2 separate regions of the Triticum aestivum genome follow, and region 1 is linked to region 2. Evidence: chromatin contacts called from public Hi-C data. All regions are on one chromosome and are shown on one strand. Each heading gives the region's core, a stretch centred on a gene start, on an enhancer-like site or on the middle of the called end of the contact. The rest is flanking DNA. Distances are from core to core; before and after follow the strand shown.

Region 1 (4,519 bases), core at 602-3,101, 460 kb before region 2:
CTTTTGGGTCCAACCCAGTATTGTTCACTAAGAACTCGTACCGATCTTGTAGTTCGTCACCTTTACCACGGAAGGTTTTGAGTGCCTTCTTCATATCTTCAGAGCCTTCAACAAATCCTATGCTTTTCAAGAATTTTATTCTCTCATTGAATGATGCTTCAAAGGGGTCAATTTTTGGTAGCTGGCTGACTTTTGACCCTAATGTGTAACTCATCAACAGTTTCGGGTCCTCCAGTATAATCTTGCGCAGGCGCCTCTTTCCCACATTGAGATTTGTAACAATGCTGTTTGGCATCTTCAATGGGGCAGAACCAAGGATTAATCCATGAGAAAGAACAAACTTGTTAACATCCTCATCGCTTATGCCAATCTCAGCTAAGAACAGCATTCCCCTCCGTAGGTTACTTGTGAAATCCTCGACCGACACATTTGGGAAGTCCATAAAAAGATCATACAGCTCTTTTTTTCCACATCCCGCTTTTAGCATCATGAGAACCGCTGTAAATAGCATCTTTCCTGAACCATCCAGCAAGAAATCTGGATTTTGCCTGACCAATTTACCAACAGCTTCCTTAGTAAATCCCAAGTTAACGAAGAACTGGGGAACTCGAACCATCTTTCTCCAATCATAAGACTTCCTAGCAGATAAGAACTGACTAATCCAGTCCCGCTGGATCCCAATGTCGTCTAGCCACTCCAGGATCTTCAATTCCACATTCGGGTCACGAACCAATACAACAGGAGTAGCAATTACGAGCTTGATCACACTGGTCCTACTGAACCCAAGTTCCTCAAGGGCCTTCAGCTTAGATGCAAGCACACCATGGCCAAAACTAAAGACCTCCATAGCATCCCGGTATATCCTCCCTATCTTCCTGCGCGCAATGCCGTAATTGCAAAGCAGGCGGAAGTTGCCGAGCAACATCTCATCGTCCGTGAGAAACATGAGATCCCGAGGCAAGAACGCACTGCACTCGCTCGGTCTGAGGCCGATGCTCTCCAAGAAGGGCTCAAACTCGTTGACAGGATTGAACTGAAATAACCGCACCAGGGCCTTGCTGACCCTTTCATCCTTCATGTCCCTCTTCTTCACCTTGGACCTGAAGACCAGCTCGGTTCCCCCCTCCGGGGGCTCCTTGAGGGCGTCCTTCACCTCCTCCAGCAGCTTGCTCAGGTAAACAGGCGAGCGCTTGCTTATATGCTCGGCGTCGCTGAAGCACATGCCCCGCGTGACATGGAGGTACTCCATGAACGTCTTCTGCGCGGCGCGGACTTCCCGCCTCCTCTCCATTTGCCTGATCTTCCGATCCACTTCGTCCTCCTCCTCATCCACCAAGGTTTCCCCCTCGCTGTGGATGGGAGCAGCTGAATAGGGCCGCCGCTGAATCCCATGATCAGAAGCAACCCGATCCGATGCCGCGAATGATCCTTGGACATGCCGCCAGCTGGCAGCACAGCACGGCGGCACTCTGGAGGGTTTGTCGAGGGCACCAGGAGCCCACCGGAGCCGGGCTGCGCTTAATGCGGCGCGAAGGTGGTTGTTCATGGCGAAAACGAAGCAGCGAGAATCGCGCCAGCTTCAGGACCAAGCGGGGGAGGGCCGGAGGGGGCTCTGCTCCACGGCGTGCCGCTGACGCCTGCACGCGTCGCAGATTCCAGGGGGCCAAGACGACGTCGGAGGCTCAGACGAAACAGGGTCGCGCGGTAGCAGCCTGCGTCAGGGCGCAGGTCACGCGCGAGCAGCTGGAGGTCGGCGCGCAGCGGGACGAGCGGCTGCCATGACGGCGACGGCGACGGCGTCGAGGCGGCTGGGAGGACCTGGGGTTTGGGGGCTGCGGGGCGATGCGGCTGGCGCTTGGATGAAAGCCCAGAAAGGTCAGAGACTTGACGCTGATCCGTGTGTTATTGGGCCGGGCCGATCCGAAATGGAGCAGCTGTACAGTAAGTATGTTATAAGGCCGAAAAGGTTGACATATGGGGCCTAACTTGTTAGAAAGTACAACCCCACTCATATACATACCCGTATGTAAGACATGGAGTATTTGATCCGAGCTCATATACTCCCGTGTGAACAGTAAAATCCAAAAAAATAGTAAAAAGTTTCAAAAAAATCTGATTTTTTTTGTGATTAACATTGATAAATTTTCTAACTGTATGCAAAATTTCAGGTTGAAATGACATTAGTGGTGGTCTGGGCCAAAAATTTTTTGATGGTCTAAAAAAACTATTGTTGGAAGCATTTTGGAGCATCGATTTTATAATTTTTGCCTAGACCTCCACGAATGTCATTTCGACTTGAAATTTTGCACGCAGTTAGAACATTCATCAATGTTCATATATATATATTTTTTTTTTATTTTTTTACTATTTTTTGGATTTTACTGTTCATGCGAGAGCATATGAGCCCGGAATCAAAAAAGCACTTTTGGTAAAGTATGCAATATTCAGTTTATGTATTGAGAGGCTGGCATTTAGGACCCAACTTGTTTTAAGGTCCGTCCCCATTTGTGTACATTTGGATCTCCAACGATGAGGCCAAGGATGCAAATTTTGATTCATTTGGACCCAACTCATTAGAAAGCCCCCTCTCATTCATATACGCGCGACCTCCAACAATTACGCAAGACACAACATTTGATTCATATACTGAGAGGTTGGCACATAAGACCAACCATGTTTAAAATGTCGTGCAAGAGTTATAAGTCTTTACCTTACAAACCACTCTTCCAACTTGCGCGAGGCGTTTTCCCCTACCCTAGCTGTCGCCACAAACCAGGCGACTAGGGAGGCGGATCTTCTTCCACCGATCTCCACCGTCCAGGGCGCTGGCCCCCTCTCCCTCCGGCTGCTACTCCGGCGGTAGGAGGGGGGAGGGGGGCGTTCCTCTGCTCTGTAGTCAGGGTTTGGATTTGTAGGTCGTGGTGCGTCATTGGGGTGGTGGGAGCGGCGCCCAGGTGAATAAATCTGCCTCAACTCCACTCCCACACTGGCGGTGCTCATCATGCGTGTTGATGGCATTGTGTGTTTGCTGATCCTTCAGATCGGCGGCGTTAGGGTTCATGGATGGTGTTGGCGAAGCGGCGGCGGTGACTCCATCAGGTGTGTCTCTCCTTCTGCTATGTTCCCATTGCTGCGTCGTTGTCTCCTACGTCATGGTGGAGCAGAGAGGTTTTGTTGTCTAGGAGTACGCGCAGACGGTTGTCTATGCAAGTGACAGATGGAAGATGGTGCATCTTGTGCTCGGTTTGTGGTTAGAGGCTGACAGTTCTGGTTTCCTCCTCCAACGTCATAGTCGTGCGGGCGTGTCAGTTCTGAAGTTCGATGGCGTGTCCGGTGACATATTGCCCCGCTCTGATTCTTTCAACGACAATGGTTTTGCTTCAAGCAAACTACTTTAGAGATCTGTAAAGTTGTTGATCAGCGATGGAGTTGCATCGAGCTCGGGTAAAGAGGTGATCTGTCTCATTTTCCTTAGTGGAGAGGGACATGCACTGTTTTTTTGCATAGGATTATCCTATCTTTTCAGTCCTGTAATGTCGATGTTTATGTGACTTGTAATTGAATATTTATTTTATTAATGAGACACGTATATCATGCAAAAAATGTTTAAAATGTCCGCACTCGTGTACATACAGATCTCCAATGATGACATTAAATACGTAGAATTTGGTTCATATACCAAGAGACTCCCATCTTTTTTTAAAAGAAGAATATATTAATATCACCAAGATACCAATTACGCCATCCTCTGCACCTACAAAATGTCATGGACATCCAGGATGCACACAACCAAAGAAGAAAAAAAAGAAAGGGAAAGAAAAGTCCCGCCACAGCGATCGGCTCCTCTCAACAGCAGCACACCTACCACCACCTAATACAACACGCGAAAACATAAAAAGTCTCCAAAAGCAACGCCTCCAAGAAGGGAATAGTGCACAAGCGCCGTTGTTGCCCGATCCAAGATCTTAGGTTTTCACCCTGAAGAATGTCCGTGTTCTCAAAACAATCTATAATGCCTAAATAGTTCATCCCCACTGACCTATTTCTCTTGACATGCAGGCAATCCACATCAGCACCCTTGCCACATCAACGTGCACTATATTCTCATGCGTCCAGGTCATCATGTTGCTCACACCGTCCGCATGTTACATCCCACGACTCGATTTATTGCTGCTGGGCTATACTACGAAGCCGCATCATAATGAGGCCCACACCTTCCCGTCTGATCCCCTTCCCCTACCCGAGTCTCACACCTTCCCATCTGATCCCCTTCCCCTACCCAAGTCTCATACATTCCCGTCTGATCCTCTTCACCTACGATCTTGGCAATGGAAGAGGCTGTGGTCGCTTGAACTTTCCCCTCCGATTTGTAATGGCGGCTTCATGAACTACCAGTGGAAATCAACAGCCATCCATATTGGCATAACTCCCAATTAGTATATATAGACTCCCTCCATCCTTTAAAGAGTGTACTTCTGTTAGGGATGTTGGGGAACGTAGCAGAAATTCAAAATTTTCT
Region 2 (4,801 bases), core at 1,384-3,883:
CAGGCATGAACAATGTTAAATTGATATTACCAGTTTTTTCCAATAAAATATGATTATATTCTGAACCAGAGGGCATATTAATTATCGCTTTCAGTCAACACCTTCCCGGGAGCATTTAACGTTTGACCATAGTTTTCAGACGCTCAAGTCAAAACATCTCAGACCATAACTGCAGCAGAGGTCGTCCTCAGGCCAAAACAATTGACAAGTGAGCGTTGAAAAGAGAAGAACTGAAAGCTGCCAGGCACCAGAATCAAAGAAAGAGAACGAGAGATCAATAAGGAGAATCGCATCATGCATGCATGCCATCGCGAACGAACGATCGGACTACCGCACCTTGGCCTGGATCTGCTCGGACTCCCGGACGAAGAGCTCGACGAAGGAACCGTTGCGGCGTCCATGGCGGCCGGCGGGGCCGAAGCACGGGCGATCGTCGTAGGCTGGCAGGTTCAGCGGGTGCTTGGCCCTCTCGATGAGGCTGAAGACGACGGTGTCCTCCTCCCTGGTGAGGAAGCCCCTCACCGTGTCGAGCCCGAGCCCCGCGCACGGGGGCACGACCACGAGCAGCAGCGTGATCACGTTGCAGGAGAGGAGGTACGTGTACAGGTACAAGGAGGGTGCAGCCATTGGTGTTGCCTAGAGAGAGAGAGGCCCGTGAAGAAGACTCATGGATGTAGGGTATTTATCGTTCCCGAGAAGGATGCGGAAGGATGGTCAAAGAAGTGACGGAATGGAGAGCAAATTGATACTCCCTTCTTTTCGGTTTATAAGGCTTATCTCAAAATTTTAGTTTTTCCGTTTTATAGGGCTTAATTTGGTTGTTCCCCATCACATGTTCAGATTTCAAGGTGCATTAAATCATTGCATGTAAGTATTAAAAGAAAATTGACCAATGCATGTGCTTTATGCATGCATGCACTGCAATTAATGCATTGATAAACACAATTATTTGAGGAAAACAAGCACATTAATTGAGTGGTTTTGCAAACTACAAAAATTATTCCACCGCTTATCATCTATCTTGGTTGGTGAGATTTTTAAGTTGAGCCCTATAAACCGGAAAGAAGGGAGCACGTGGACAGCTATGATTAATTGGGCAGTGTATAGTGCATGTGACTCGATAATCTGTTCTCAGTTTCCAGGGTCTGCGTTGGATGAAGGGAGTGTGCAAGTTGCTGAAGGTTCGGAGAGATGAGAAGTCAGAAGGCGCAGGGTCAAACACGATGTGAACAAATGTGGAGTGCTGTCATGCGCGCATCTCGTACAGGCGGCGGCACATACTGTTGGATCATCGTCACTGGAAAGGGAAATGCTAAAGCTTCCAAGATAGTGGATAAATTTGGCAAATGCGTGATCCGATGATGGTGGGCAGGCATCACCCTCTACCTCCACATTATACTAGTAGCGAAAGGGCTAGCCTACCTAATTAGATAAGCTTAAACAGTCTCAAAACAAAGCAGCGCATCTTCTTGGTGTTTAACGTGTTCATATATCCACCAAGATTTTTTTAGAGAATAGTTGATAGTCCGACTTTATAAATAAAGCCAACATGACAAAGATCCAACAATGTTAGTACAACGTAAACACGAAAGTAAGTTTCTGTAACGGAACTGCTCCATGCACGATACAAGTGCACGATTTATGAACAACAAAACAATCCAGTGGCCGGCAACTTGCTTAATCATATGTATGTCCAGCCAGATTTAACCATCATGCGTGCATCGCCTATAGTTTGTCGTGTGCATAGCACTTCTCTTTCTGTAACACTTACAAGACGCGCAAGCCAAGGATAACAGGCAAAGAAAAATATCTTCAGTTCCCGGATGAGTAGTTGCAAGACATAAGGCGATAGGAGATGTGCGGATCTTGGAGATGATCTTAGAAAAAGCATCAGTGTCCACGGCCTTAGCGAGAGTCTTCTACAACCAATTTGAACAAGAAATCAGTGGATCGTTTAGAGGACGAATGGTCCTTTTTTATAGAAAAGGAAGTTGAAACTCTGAACTTCTCCATCAAAAGATGCACACAATCATATTTGTTTAATTATTCAACAAAGTTTTGGCAAAAATATACATCACACAACCTAAAGCCACCACTCCACACCTACAAACTCAATAACGGGGGATGCCATCGCAACGCCCGTCTAAAACCGAGGTCATCACAGAAAAATGTTCGTGAATTTTAAAATCACAAAATTTGGTTTCCACAGATTTTTATAAAAATGCAGTTTGTAAAAAAAATGTTCGTGAATTTTAATAATGTACTCATATTTGAAAATTTTATTCGCAGATTAAAAAATGTTCAAAAAATTTGAAAAATGTTACTGACATTAATAAAAATGTTCAATTTTTTTTAGATTATTAATTAAAAAAGAGGAAAGAAAAAATGTTATGAAAAACCGTAGAAGAAAAAAAAAGACGAAAAGGAAAAAAAACAGCAGGAAAACGCAAAGTGGACAAACGCCCCCGAAGCTTCATGAAACCTTCGGAATACCGCTCCCTATGGAACCGCTGCAATGCGCCCCGGCTCAAGTCCGGAGTCCACATAGCGACCGCTATGCTTACGTACAAATAGCCATAGGTGCACTCGTGCCCCCAAGGAAGAAACGGTCCTGTACTAGTCTCTCTAATAGTTGGCCGCGTGGTAAGCCCGACCTAAGCATGGCCATGTTCACGGCGGAGGAGCAACACTCTCCTGGCCCTGCCCTTCCCGGCGGCCGCTACCCCGGCGATCCGCTCAGCCTCGAGCTCCCCTCAGATCCTGGTCCCACGCCCCAGCGTCCCCATGATACACGCGAGGAGGAGGAGGAGGAAGAAGAGGGGGAGCCTCTCGACATTAGTATACGTGTGACTACCTGCTGGGCAGTGAGTATTACCGCCTAGCGTCTTTATATTTTTCCAATTAATCTTTGTGTAACTGTTGCTCAATTCTTTGTGTAACTGCGCATGCAGCTTCAGAGCCACCTCTCATCCGCTGGGGAGAGTTCGACATCGATGATCCTGAGTATACAAGCGAGGACGACGAGCATGCACTGGCGACGGACGACGAGGAGACAAATTGCCCAGGTACGTACTATTATTCTCCAGAGCACGCTCTGCCCAAAAATAACTGCCGAGATTGATTCTACAGTCTGCACTGACTTGATTCTTCAGGGAAGAACTTCCCCAGGAAAGAAGCAAGGCGAGTAGACGCAGCATGGATGGAGGCATACACCAAAGGGAACATTGAATTCCAGAGGATGTGTAATGAGATTCTAGCGAGTGGAGATGAGAATGCCCTTCTCCCCGCTTGTCCTCTCAAAGTGTTCCCTGAGGCGTCAGGGCTGTGCATCAGGAGGGATCACTGCCACCACCGTGAATACAAAACCCATGTTACTTCCAGTAGTAAGCCACTGTACTTGATGCCTCAAATTCCTAGCTAGCCTAGTAACTAATCTGTTACTGTGTTCTAAGTATGTACTGTGTAGATACATTCATTTCAGCGACAGTTAATTACGGACGGAGCGATTTTGTATGTAGCAATTTATTTTTGCCATCTCTGTATGTGCAGCTAAATCAACGCTTGGATACCGTGATCCGGGAAAGATGATACAGATCTTTGGACTGAAGGTAACTTGTTCTGAGCCCTATCCGGTCAGTGTCTATGGAGTAGTTGCTGTCCGGGATGACTTGGAGCCACTACGAAATCCTGTCTTTAACCGTCCCTGCAGAGACGACGCTCTCGTGATTCACCAGGTACGTAATTCATCAAGCTAGACTTCTTTTGTTTCCTTGCGATTTTTTGGGTTCCTCAACAATGGTCGATGTTAAACAGTAGTACGACTGAGATTATGTTGATTAATGCTTGCTTGCACTGGTTCTATCCAAAGGAAATCAATATAAGGGCATTTAGGGGCTGTTCGGACTCTCTCCACTCTCTAACTCCACGCCGGAGCGGAGCTGGATCTAGTTCTAATTTGAGGAGTGGCTGGAAGGCCGCTCCGCTGGCTCCGCTCCGTGGCGATTTGCCGAACAGGGCCTTAGTCCACCATTTTCTATGTTCGTGGTGTAATTGTACCTGTGTGGACTCCAGTTAACCCTTCCGTTGCAGAATGCTACTTTTGGCTGATAAAATGGTCACTGGGTCTTAAGTCTTAACTACAGTAATAATAATCCCAGTATGTTGTGCTGTTGCCCCTTTCATTATCTTCTTGAGCGCCGGCTCATCACGTTGCATGTTGTTAAGCATTCTGTGATTACATCAACATGCCGTCAGATGTCTGAAGCTTTCTGTGATTGTAAACCAACAGATGCAAAACTCTACAGAAACATGCAAAAACTAGTCATCTTACGATTAAAGCTCTATTAAATCCCAAGAAGTTGATATAATTGTATTATCAGTAACATACAAAACTGGTCGTCCTATTAATCATATTAATGTTTGTAAGGCTTATTTTACTGACTGAAAATAAAAAAACAGCACGGTATCAGTATGTGGGGATTATCATGACGTTCTCGGTCTTCCTGATATAGGTGAATGCTTACCGTGAACTCTGAGGCGGTTGACATGATATATGAATGAGTGGGGAAAAAGCGAAAAATACATGCATGCCGTACATTTGGAATGAAACGAAACAATATATGTGCTCTGTACTTAGAAACAAACAGTGTTGAACTTTAATTTAAACATGATCATGCATGTCTTATTGAGTTTATTATTCTATTGATACGTACTCCTGATGTATGTAAAAATGGATTGACATATCTCTTTGTGTTCCGACATTTACTAACGTTGCTTAATTGTAGGATTCCCTTGCATTGCC

The links. Hi-C and Micro-C count contacts between places; a contact is called where the count stands out from the background.
Region 1: a Hi-C map of leaf shows a contact between it and region 2, with 5 times the contacts expected there. The contact joins the promoter of LOC123165780 here to the promoter of LOC123171053 in region 2. A contact is called at or near these places in 3 of 5 Hi-C or Micro-C datasets (all in leaf).

Annotation. Positions count from the first base shown.
Region 1 is chr7D:229,127,989-229,132,507 of IWGSC CS RefSeq v2.1, reverse strand. LOC123165780 (transcription termination factor MTEF18, mitochondrial) reads right to left here and starts at 1,851. Exons shown (of 1, transcript XM_044583512.1): 1 at 1-1,851. The coding sequence starts at 1,546.
Region 2 is chr7D:228,664,448-228,669,248 of IWGSC CS RefSeq v2.1, reverse strand. It overlaps LOC123171053, which reads left to right and starts at 2,633. Exons shown (of 5, transcript XM_044588716.1): 1 at 2,633-2,864; 2 at 2,952-3,065; 3 at 3,153-3,180; 4 at 3,550-3,734; 5 at 4,785-4,801. The coding sequence starts at 2,661. It overlaps LOC123169012 (chorismate mutase 2, cytosolic), which reads right to left and starts at 672. Exons shown (of 5, transcript XM_044586875.1): 1 at 337-672. The coding sequence starts at 627.